Linked DNA regions of Mus musculus: region 1 is linked to region 2. A link is a contact called in public HiChIP or PLAC-seq data. All regions are on one chromosome and are shown on one strand. The core of a region is the stretch at or near the end of the contact, and the rest is flanking DNA. Distances in the headings are between cores, read along the strand shown. Region 1 has its middle 7.8 kb from the start of Gm36732. Region 2 overlaps Babam2 (BRISC and BRCA1 A complex member 2).

The links. HiChIP or PLAC-seq counts read pairs in DNA pulled down with a chosen protein or histone mark.
Region 1: a FOXA1 HiChIP or PLAC-seq map of pancreatic cancer cells shows a contact between it and region 2. The contact joins two enhancer-like sites. A contact is called at or near these places in 5 of 39 promoter capture datasets (the C10 cell line, cranial neural crest, embryonic stem cells and 2 more), 1 of 15 datasets of contacts at CTCF or cohesin (the NIH/3T3 cell line), 15 of 484 Hi-C or Micro-C datasets (the AML12 cell line, the HL-1 cell line, bone marrow-derived dendritic cells and 10 more), 3 of 115 datasets of contacts at active chromatin or transcription factors (bone marrow-derived dendritic cells, microglia and pancreatic cancer cells) and 2 of 9 other capture datasets (adipose tissue and embryonic stem cells).

What each region holds. Positions count from the first base shown.
Region 1 is chr5:32,189,972-32,195,600 of GRCm38.p6, forward strand. No RefSeq gene overlaps it. Among named protein-coding and RNA genes, the nearest start is that of Gm36732, 7.8 kb to the left of the region's middle. Within about 2 kb of position 2,255, at least 142 of the 459 cell types and tissues checked have an H3K27ac peak or open chromatin away from gene starts, as enhancers often do. A contact at or near this core is called in the HL-1 cell line, muscle stem cells, pancreatic cancer cells and 1 more, where this site is marked.
Region 2 is chr5:32,067,519-32,073,222 of GRCm38.p6, forward strand. The region is part of intron 11 of Babam2 (BRISC and BRCA1 A complex member 2); the gene reads left to right. Among named protein-coding and RNA genes, the nearest start is that of Gm40277, 20 kb to the right of the region's middle. Within about 2 kb of position 2,498, at least 43 of the 459 cell types and tissues checked have an H3K27ac peak or open chromatin away from gene starts, as enhancers often do. A contact at or near this core is called in the HL-1 cell line, muscle stem cells, pancreatic cancer cells and 1 more, where this site is marked.

The sequences.
Region 1 (5,629 bases), core at 1,005-3,504, 120 kb after region 2:
ATGTTTGGATATGAGGTGAGGTAATAGCTTTAAATATCCAGTTGCTCTAGCAGCCTTTAATTAAAAAGGACTTTCCTTTGCTCACAGAAGCACACTGGTGCCTGTGCTGATGAGCAGTGGTGTGCATGCTCCAGGGTCCACCTCTAGCCTCCACTCTGTTCCCGCCATTCTCGTGTCTGGTCTTCTGTCAAGAGCATATGTCGTGTGACCCCTACAGCTTTCCCAAAGGCCTTAAATCAGGAAGCCAGAGCTCCCAGTCAGATAGTGTTTTTGTGAACCCGGGACTCTTTCCCCTCAGTATCTACTTGGTGCTTGCTCTGCTATTTGCTCAGGGCTGGTGCTCAACAAAGAAAGGTTGTCTTGGATTTGATTTTCAGAACCTCAGTTCTTAAGGCAGCTAGGGCACAAATTTGGACGAGAGCATGATGAAGTGTAGCTTTCTTGTCCTCCAGACAGGAACTCTTCTGGGACTGGAGAGAATTCTCCTATGCTGTGTGGAGATAAGGGAACTGGGAAGGATTGGAGGCAGAACAGCTGTCTGTGCCTACATTGTGGGAGAGTTCAAGAGATGGGAGACCCAGGGGTTGGCACGGAGCAGCCTCCAAGGCCCACATCCACCTGGATAGCCCCGAAGCAGCAGAATGATTGATCTAAGCTCAACCCAGAGAATGCCACGTTCTGAAGGCTCATTGGGCAGAAACAGTGGCCATTCCAGCAGAAATTTACATGGACAGGTCACCCCAGTGAACCCCTGAAAAATCATGTTTTACACAAAGAAAGATGAGGGATCCTGACTCTACCAATGGAGTTGTTTGTTTGTTTAACTTTTCTAGCATCAGGAGTCTTCACTGGGTTACAGGGGAAAGAATTTTACCTCTTATACACTGAGTAGATTACTCACGGTTTCTTCCCACCCTGTAGGACATCCCTAGTAAACCCCGCCTGACACTGAAGAATGTGAGCTGGGGACAGTCTGTCCCCTCTGATTGCACTGGAGCTAATGACATGACACTAGGGGAGCCCTGGAGAGTTGAATCCTCGTTCTCTTTGCTGTCCTAGCCCATGCCTGAGATATCAAAGTGCCATCAATCAGTTCATTTTGAAAGAGGGGATCTCACTATGTGGCTCAAGCCAACTTCAAATCAATAATCCTCTCTCCTCAGCCTCCCAAGTGCCAGGATCGCAGGTGTGTGCCCCATACCCAAATCAAAATGCATTCTTCTGAATTCTAACCCCTCTATCCTGAGAGGTTTCGTTCCATTCTCGTTTAGATCAACTGGAAGGAAATCCTAAAGGGTCCAAGCAGCAGTCCTCAAGGTCTGTGAGGAGCAATGTTTGGAGCAGTGGCTGTTTGGGGAGGGTAAAAGAGAGAACTCAGAGGTGGGGCTGCCTCCTGCTTCACGGTCCTGGTGTTATTTTCCATACCATTTGTGCCCTGGCTACACCCATGTTAGGTATGGGGAAACTGGTACTTCAGCCCTATTTACCAAGTGCCAGGAGAGTCTAGCTTGCGTGTTGTTTTGCCTCTATTAGTATGCTCAGCTTGCACTGTAACTCCAAGAATGTTAAAGAGACATTTCAAAATGCATTGAATTAATACATTCCTTTGCAGTGATCCTATGTCCGCTAAATGTTCCAAAATGCGACACATGGAAAACGGAAAACAGACCTAAAGTGTGTGTTTGACTGACACTGTGAATTAGGGCATCCCTCAAAGTATAAACACACCCCCCCTCACTGAATACATATCCCTGCAAGGGTAATCCCTGGGGTAGGGGCCCTTCTAAAGAAGCTGAGGCTAGACCACCAGTTTCAGGACTGCTGCTATACCTCACTGTGCTGGGGCAGAGCTGGGTAATTTGGTCAGAAGAAGTCAGGTAGTTCTCCAAGGGGTTAGTCCTCTGAGCCTACTTGCCTAGAAAGACATTAGGGTTGTTACCTGTTGCTGAGAAAGGCTAGCATCACTCAGGGGCTAGGAAGAGAGAGCAATGGATGAGGGCTTGTATGTAATTCATTGCTAAATAAAGGCTAGCCTCCTCCTGCCATGCCACACATACACATATACACACGTACACACACAACTGCGCGCACACACACATATACACACATGTATACACACACACACACACAAGTACAGACATGTACACCGCCCCCAGGCCTGTTGCCTTGCCTGGACTCCTGGTGCACATCTAGGGCTGTGGTCTAGGGAGCACTGAACTCATTCACCCTCCCAGCAGTCGGGCCATGACGCGCGTGAGCCTCTGACTCATCTCGATGTCATCAGCCCTATTTCCAGGAGTGAGTAACTCAGGGAGGGAGGTGTGGTGGGGGGGGGGTGGAGGGGTTGAAGAGGCAATGTGGTCCAGGAAGAGCCCCATCCCTCCTCCTCCAAAACAGGAAATGCTCCACTTCTTAAGAAAAGATGCACCCTGACTCTGCTCTGAAGTGGGCGGCTACACATCGAGCTGGCAGTGTAGGGACAGCAGAATCCAAAGCTGCCAGGACTTGTCTCTTCACCCCACCCCCAGTATCCAGGGAGTGTGTTAGCCAGAAGAGGGGCCAGTGGACTCTGATCAGACTTAGTAACGATAACGCATGCTATCAAGTATTTGATTCCCACTTTGGCCTATAGGCTTCCCAGTGCTCCATCAACAGGAAATACAAGGCTGGGATCCGAAAGCAGAGCCCTTCTTTCCCAGTCCGGCCTCACTATGGGCTAGGAAGATTTCCTCTGACATGAAGTCCCTGCCAACTTTGGCTTCTTTTCCTCTCTGAGATTCCAAATTGGGCTCAACCTGGACCTGACCCTGTTTCTTCCGTCATACTTTGAAATCCCAAGAGTGAGTGATTGTGGATGGGCTTCAAGTTCAGGACAGACCTTTGAAATAGAGTCACTCTGCCCCCCCTCACCCCCTGGCCTCCCCACCCCCCATCCCCACACCCAGTCCTCTGGTTTTCCAGACAGGCTCCTATAACATCCAAGGCTGGCCTTGAGCTTTTAATTCTGCTGCTTTTAATCTAATACTGTGAAATTATAGGCAGCCACCACCACACCTAGCTTAGAGTCCTTTGGACACAGCACTGGACCAGAAGATCCTGAGTCAAATAAAGGTTAGTAATTCTGCCCATAGTCTGCAAGGTGCCCTAATGTCTTAGCGCCCCCAGCTTGAGGGGTTAAGGTCCCCTGTCAGCTGACAGGGGACCTGGTATCTTACTTATCTTTGCGTCTTAGATTTCCTCCTACCTGATTCCTCTCCAGAGAGGTCTTAGGAAACATCCTTAGTTTCCTGTGGGAAGAATCTCCAGGAGAAGACCATGCTTAGGAAAAGACCTTGCATCTTGTGCGCACTCTCTGTGTCCTGGGCTTGACACTGCCGCTTACACTAAAGAACTTTCTGGATGGATCATCACCTATGTTGCCTGTGATGCCGATGTCATCTTCCTCATGTTTCTGAGGGAACTGGGGCTATATCGTCTTGATACTTAAGTGAAGGAGCAAGATGGGAACCCAGGTCTGGTGGCTTTGTGGCCGTTGCCACTCTTCTATAGAAAGCCCTGTGATGACCTCATTCAGGATTCTAACTGCAGACACTAATGAAACAGAAAGACTTGGCAGGGGGTCATTGCCTTTATTCCTCCAGATTTACATATTGCGACCAAAGGCCCCAGGACCTTTGAATATGACAGTATTTAGAGAAAGGCCATTTATTTTGTATTTATGGTTTATTTATTTACTTATTTGGGTTTTGGGGGGGGTTGTTTTTTGTTTTTTTTGTTTTGAGACAGGGTTTCATGTAGCCCAGGCTAGACTAAAGCTCAATATATAAGTGAAGATGACCCTAAATATCTAACAACCTGAGTGCTGGGATTACAGGTATGTGCCTAGCTGAGAAAAGGCCTTTAAAGAGATAATTACCTACTCCAATGTGGCCAATATCCTTTTATTGTATTGTTGGTTTTCTAAACAAACTCTCACTGTGTAACCCTGACTGGCCTGGAACTCACTATATGTAGCTCAGGCTGGCTCAGACTTGTGGTATTTGACTTTTGCCTCCTCAGTGCTGGGATTACAGGAGTGAGCTACCACGCACGGCTTGTGATTTGGACACAAACAGAGGAACAACAAGGGAAAGACAAGGGGAAAGTTGGCTGGTTGTAATCTCGGAAGGCCTCCAGAATTTCAATAAAGTAAATTTCTGTTGTGTGAGTTTGCAGCCAGTCCCCCAGGCCCCAGGCCCCAGGCCCCAGCCCCTCCCCTCTGCACCCAAGATGGTTTTCTGGGAGACACTGCAACCCTCCCCAAACAGAAGCTCTCCTTTTAAAATCCCCTGTGTTCCCAGCCCTGCACACAGTAGGTGCTGATTGTTTGCTGACCAGAGGACTGGAACACTGAACGCACACACCTCTCCAACAGGCAGAGACAATTCAAATGTTGTTGATTTTTGCAACTGTCTTTCCTTCTGTTGAAACTTCCTGTTTCTGAGGAACGGAGATTTTTTTTTTTTTCACAGATCCCAGAGGGCGTCCAGTAAACCAAGAAGCTATTACTATTACCAAATTGTTCTGGTTTTGATGAGCTCAATGGGTGTGAATCAGAAGTGGGCAGACTACTGAGTTTCCCTTGAAATAGACCCCAATTAATCGTAGCAGGAGGAGCACAAATATGTTTGGGACTTTAGTGACTGGAAGAAGTGGGCAGTGATGGTCAAGGCCAGGTGGGGTGGCTTCACACTTCTGGAAGAACAGGGTCTGGGGACACCCCTGAAGAAGCCACCGTAACACCCGGGGCCTGTTTGAAGAAAAAAATCTCAAGGCTGAAAGTCCCTCCTGGAGTCTATGGCCTCCTGTGGTCTGGTTACTAGAAGAGGAGCCCAGTGATCTCCCCAGAGACGTGGAGGACTGGGACAAAGTGTGGCAGTCTCTTCACAGAAGCAGACGTCTCCCATTTGGGAAAAGGGACCTCTGGAATCAGATGGCATGCCTGAGAACCGAGGCTCGCCACGAATGAGTGACTTGGGCTTGCCTATTATTAAGGATGTCCCATGATACTAGCAATGACCACTCAGGAGCTGTGTCCAGACATCAAGCAGGGCATCCTCAGGTGTGACAGGAGGGTTTTCAGGTGGCCACAAACTGCAGTCACTCTGACTCTACTGCTGTTGACTGTGGGGTCTGCCAAGCTCTGCCCTCCATTAAGGTTCACCTTTTCCATTTATCGGGGCAGACACTGAGCTATCTCTGAGGAAGGATGAAGCTGGTGTGGCTAAGTCTATGAACCATCACCTACAGCAAGGACCAGTCTGCCAAGGTCATACTAGCCAGACCCAAATGCGAAGGATGTAGCCACACCTCCAGGGTCCCCTACTTTAGAATCTTGTGGACATTCCCTCTCCAAGAACATTTCTGTTTTCCTTGTGCATGTAAAAACATTTGTTTGTTTGTTTTCTCCTCAGCCCATGTGAGTGTGTGTGTGTGTGTGTGTGTGTGTGTATGCTCACTCATATACCACAGAGCACATGTGGAACTCAAGGATAACTTTTCTCTTTCCTAGGGATCAAACTCAGGTCAGCAGGCTTGGCAGCAGGTACCATTACAGGTCAGGCCATGTCACTAGCCTACAAGCATAAAT
Region 2 (5,704 bases), core at 1,248-3,747:
AACTGTATGTTATGGGTTGGCAAATCCATTCAGCAAATATATAGGAAACATGTGCAAGAAATTATATACAAAACATGTGCAGAGCCCTGGAGACCCTAACATTTAACACACACACACACATACAGAGAGAGAGAGGGAGAGAGAGAGAGAGAGAGAGAGAGAGAGGTGCTATTCTCAGAATGTTGAAACTCAGAACCCCTATTTCAAAGAACCCCAGCTCCCAGGCATTATTGTAATGCCTGGCATAGTGTTGTTTAGTGGTGGCTGCTGCCACACTGAGACACTTGATCTTTTTTCTGAATGCAGTAGGGTTTTCCTAACAAACTTATGGGTTGATATAGGTCCACCTTAATGTGGGCAAGTAGATCCTAGTAGAGCATTCATGGCCTTGGAAATGGCGATGAAGTTGGTGAGAGCATCATGTCTTCTTGTCAAGCTCTTCATCAAGGACCCAGTAAAGGAACCATTGGCTTGGACCCATTAACCCTTACCTTGCCAGCCTGGAGCTTTCCAAACCTATTCTGGTTCTCTGGTGTTAGAATGCCATGTATATAGAACTGAAGATTGCCAGTTGGAAAAGTGCCTGCTTTACAGGTTGTATGAGTTTGTTCCTCAGAACCCACATCTAAAAAGCCAGATGGAGTGGCACACGCTTGTAGCACAGGAGAGGCAGAAATAGGTAGATCCCTGTGATGTGCTGGCTGGCCAACCTATCTCCTTGATAAGTTCCAGGCCATTGAGAAACCCCTTCTCAAAGTGGGGGGGGGGGGGAGAGGGGTACATCACCTAAGGAATGACACCCAAGGTTGTATTCTAGTCCCTTCATATACCATACCCATACACATGAACATCCATATATGTACACACTCACATGTACATGCACACACTATGTACACACATGGACATACACACACTATGTACACGTGTACTCACATGTACATACACACACATGAAAATAGAGTTGCTAGATACAGTGCCACTTACTGCAAAAACAGTAAAGTTTTGCTAAGTAACAAATAAGTTCATAAAAGTATCCCCCTTGCAAGACATATTGACACTAAAATGTCAAATGCTGTTTATCTAAAGCTTGAACATAGTAGGGCTTCCTGTGCTGAAGGACAATCCAAACCAGGTCCTTAGCTAGAGCAACCTGCATATCTAAAAGTAGGATCGACTCTCCTTGTCTCTCAGGTAATAAAAGCTCTATCTAGAGGACCTCGGGCAGAGCCAGCAGTGCAGATAGTCCCCACTGTGTGGGAGTGGGAGTGGGAGAGGCAGGAGGAATGTCACATGCTGATCTGCACATCCCTCCCAGCTCTCAGTGTCCCTAAACACAACACAGCTCAGACCTGCCTGCCTCAGGCTTCAAAGTTCCATGGAGGATTTTTCTTTTCAGAACATTCTCGCAGACAGTTGGTAGAAGAGGCCTCAGAGGCCTAGTAACTTATCTCACTGAAGAAGAGCCAGCCTCAGAGTCAATGAGTGCCTCCTCTACAGGGTTCCTCCTGAATTTGAGAGAGCAACCCTCATCCCCCATGTGGGATGCTAATGGACTGGCTGGTCACTGCACCAAGAATCTGAGACTAGAGAAGGCAGTTCAGGAGGAGGCGCTCTGCCCCAGTTCCGAATCTCTTCTGTCTTCTGCTTTGGGCCCTTAGTGATTATTCAGGGGATCTGAGAGTTCCAGGCACTCTTGTTTCTGAATAGTTTCTGTGGATTGCAGGATAAGCCCTCCCTAGGGCCGGTGCTCCCTCCTTTGAGACACCACGCTAGGCTATGTATTTGGATCCCTCTCTTGAAGGCAGTGGCTAAGCCCTAACAGACCATGCTGCTGGGAATGGTGGATTCCCTGAGACCAGGCTGATCCTAGCCTGCCTGGTGCACACTTCCTTGCTACATTCTCTGCCCCACCCTGACCAAGTGTTCTGTGGTTGCAATGGAAAAATCCACCTTAAAGAAGATAGTTTTAAACATCAGCTTCAGGAAGATTCTGTGTAACCTGAGGTGAGAATTAAAGCAAAGCAGGTTTAGGTTTGGGCAGAATCGAGTACCCTTGTGCCTGAGAGTGACTTTGACCTCTTATTCCTCCCAGACTGATTATCCAGCTGCCAGAGAGTTCTTAGACGAATCACTTCATTAAATAGTGTCACTGGCAAGGTGATATTAGCCCTAAGACCAGTTTTATCTGGACGTTCTGAAAGCACACTTGACTGTTCAGGCAGAGACGGCCCACGTGAACCGCAAGCTTGATCATGGGATCTTCCTTTCTTCATTTTCTTGTTCTTGCCTCAGCCTGTCAGGAGACCAAGAAAACTTGTTTTGAAAATGCTTGACAGCCAAAACAACCTGTTCTCAGCCGGACAAGAGGGCTTGTCCTCCCTGACCATTTCTGTGCAATTAGACAAACTGCTGACTGGAAAAAACGAATTTGCTGCTTTCTTCTCCTATTGTCCACAGACAAGTGCAGTGGCTTTCCAGTTCCTTTTGGCTTCTTTCCACAGCCCTTCTCCTGAGGCACTCTTAGACTGTGTCTGAGTCTCGCTGATTAGTGACCACGAGCAGCATACACTAGGAAAGCCACAACCCCTTCTTCCATCAGTGCGAGATGAGTTGTGTATCCCATCTTAGACAGATTGGACCCAAACAGAGATGTTTAACCTGTGATTTTCCATTCAATTGTTAGTCCCTTCTTGTAGGGTGAAAGTCTTATTTAAAATCTCCAATTATCCAAGTAGCCATCTTTCCTTCAACTTTGTTGGCTCTTGGGCCTGCTCTGTTCCCACCATGAAGCCTTGCAAATTCAGTCTTGGACAGCAGCATAATTCCCTGAGGGAATTCACCTCTACACAGAGAAGGTGCAGACTAGATAAGGGATCAGTGAACAGTCAGAGATCTGCACTACCAGCGCCTGTTTTTATGAATAAAGTTTTATTAGAACATAGCTACCCCTGTCCATTTACATCTTGTCTACAGCCATGATCAGTTCAGAGCAGATACGAGTTATTGTGACAGAGATTTGACCTACAAGCTGAAAATATCTAATGTCTGACTCTTTACAGAATATGTGTTGACCTTTAAACTGGAAGTGCTCTGAGTTCTAACAAGGACTCTGGTCCCTAAAGTAGGTACCAAGGAGCTGACTAGGAAATAGGTCTCTCCTTCTCCCCATAGTTGGCACTACAGAGCATGCTCTGTGAAGTGCATAAAGGGTGGGGAGCTTACTCCCCTTTGTTTTTACAGGTTTTTTTTTTCTGTATGTCTGTGTTTGTTCATTGGTCTGGTGGCTCTGACACACATGGTGTCTACCAGATTTAGATGGGGGCAGGGGGCCAACACCCTCCTTGCTGCGTGGGACTGATTGTCTTCAGCGGCTTGGTTCAAGGTGGGACACCCATGTGTACCTACATGGAAGGGAATGCTGATTTGAATACTGACTCATCTGCTTGGTAAACACAGTGGGTAAGGGAACCACATGCTGTCTTCAAGAGCCCAGATGCCCAACCCTCTCCCACCCCTGCTCTGTCTGGATTCGCCTTCTCTCCCAGTCTGAGCAGTGGGATGGGGAAGAAGGCCAAAAGTGCTGAAGTGATTGGTAAGCTCTAGTAAGAAACCAGGAAGGGCTCCTAAGGGACCCCCTAAAATGTGAGCTAGGGGGAAAACCAGTGAGGCTCCTAAAGGACCTCTAACGTGAGAGCTAGGAAGCACCTATTTTTTTTTTAACCTTTTTGCACTCAAAGCCAATGCAAACAAGGGTGTCATTTATAGAATTCACTTCCCAATGAATTTACTTTGCGAGCTTCTGTTATATACCAGCTCTTTACTGACCAAAACTGCAAACTTGGTCTGCAGGAAAGCTTGTGCAGACTAGGAAAGGCTGCCTCTGCCCCCTTTAGGTTGGTAGTTTCACTAGTAGCTTGGAACAAAGCTGTCTCTTTTCTCTGCTCCTCTGACTCTGAATGAACACACAGCTTAGCAAGATGAGCACAGGCTGGGCACTGTGTTGCCCTGCCACAGCAGTTGCTGGACTCCCAGATGCAATAGCGGTTGCTGACACTCGCCCGGTGTGTCCACAGAGTCCTGTAATGTGATCCTTGCTGCCTGGTATGTCGCCTTGCCTTTGAGATCATAACAAGCAGAAATAGTCTCAGTAACACCCTTCCACACCTGCCCCCAGCCCCCTAAGCAACAAGAACATGGCTCAGGGATGGAGGGTGGGTGCTCTGTGGTTGCGAGCAGAGACATGGTTCTCTTGTTTAGGCTTCATTAGTTCAGGTGCTGATGTTGGCCCATCCTTGCCAACTTCTGGCCTAAAACTAGCTCAGCTTGAAGCACACACATGGTTTCCCACTATGTGCTATCTCAAAGGCAACACACACTAACAGCACCAAGAGTTGGTTCAGAGGCCCAGAGTTAGGTACGCCATTCATGAGGAAACTGACCCCATTCCCAAGGCAGCGATCGGGTCACATGCTGCACAGTAAGTACAGGGGTGGCATTCCACTGGGACACCGCCTACCCTCACACTGTGTACTGTCAGAACTGTTTGCTGAAGGCTGTGACACGCTCCCATGGATATTATGTGTGGTCAGATCTGATGCCACTCCTCAGTTCATGCTGGGAATTATAGTGGGCCAGGCACATGAACACATTTTTTAAAGATTTCCATCTTCCATGTCTCAGCCTGCATCTGACTTTGGCTCCCAAAGTTTAGAGTCTAGTGGAGAAGGAAGAAAGAGAGGCCGGGTACCTGAATCCTTCATATCAATTTCCTGTCCTTGTTCTCAGTTTGAAAAGACTATGGGAGGAGAGGGAGTGTCACTCATCATTGTCTTGAGCCCCTAAAATGTGTAGAGCACCCTTCTAAGGAACAATTGTGTCCTATGGATATATCACATCTGTCTTGGTGACCTCAAAAGATGGAGTGGAAAGATGAAGGGCAGACATGCAGATCACCATTCACCCCATGGGAGGCAGGAAGATGAGGTCAATATGGAACTGGCCATGCAACCATACCCAAGGCTTGAGATTAAATGGTCCTGGTTTTCTAAGTGTGCAGCTTCCAGTCACCAGGCTTCTGATGTTGTTGAAGTGTGTTGTGGTGGCTGGACACAGGATTGAGACAGCACTCCAAGGGCCGCATTGTGTAGAATGTGGCACACGTCAGACTTCATTCTTCCCCTTCAATGTCTAAGCTTCAGTGGCCTCAGAAGGCGCCAAAGGCCCTCCCAAGCTAGAGGGTACTATTGGCAGGGCACTGGGTTGCATACATGTTCCTGTCTGACACTGAGCTAGTTCCTGCCTTACTGTATGCCCGCTTGTTTGTGGATATTGTGGAATGGAGTAACAAGATCCACTTATTGTGGAGTAGAATAACAGGCTCTATCCTGTACATACTGCTATTTGGATTACAATGAAGTTATTTTTAAAAGCACATTATAAATTGCAAAATACCAAGTGCCAAGTTAGTTCATTCACTTAACTAACAGACACTGGAAAGTTATAGGGTGCCAGGTGGCACCAGTGAGTCCAGATCTCTCTGGAAGGTGTTCAAGGAGGACAGTGACTCAGTTGGTAAAGTGCTTGCCACACAAGCATGAAGGTCTGAGTCTGAGGCTTGGCACACATGTAAAAAGCCAAGCCTGGTGATGCACACTCATAGTCCCAGGGCAGGTGAGGCAGAGACGGGATCCCTCGGATTCACTAG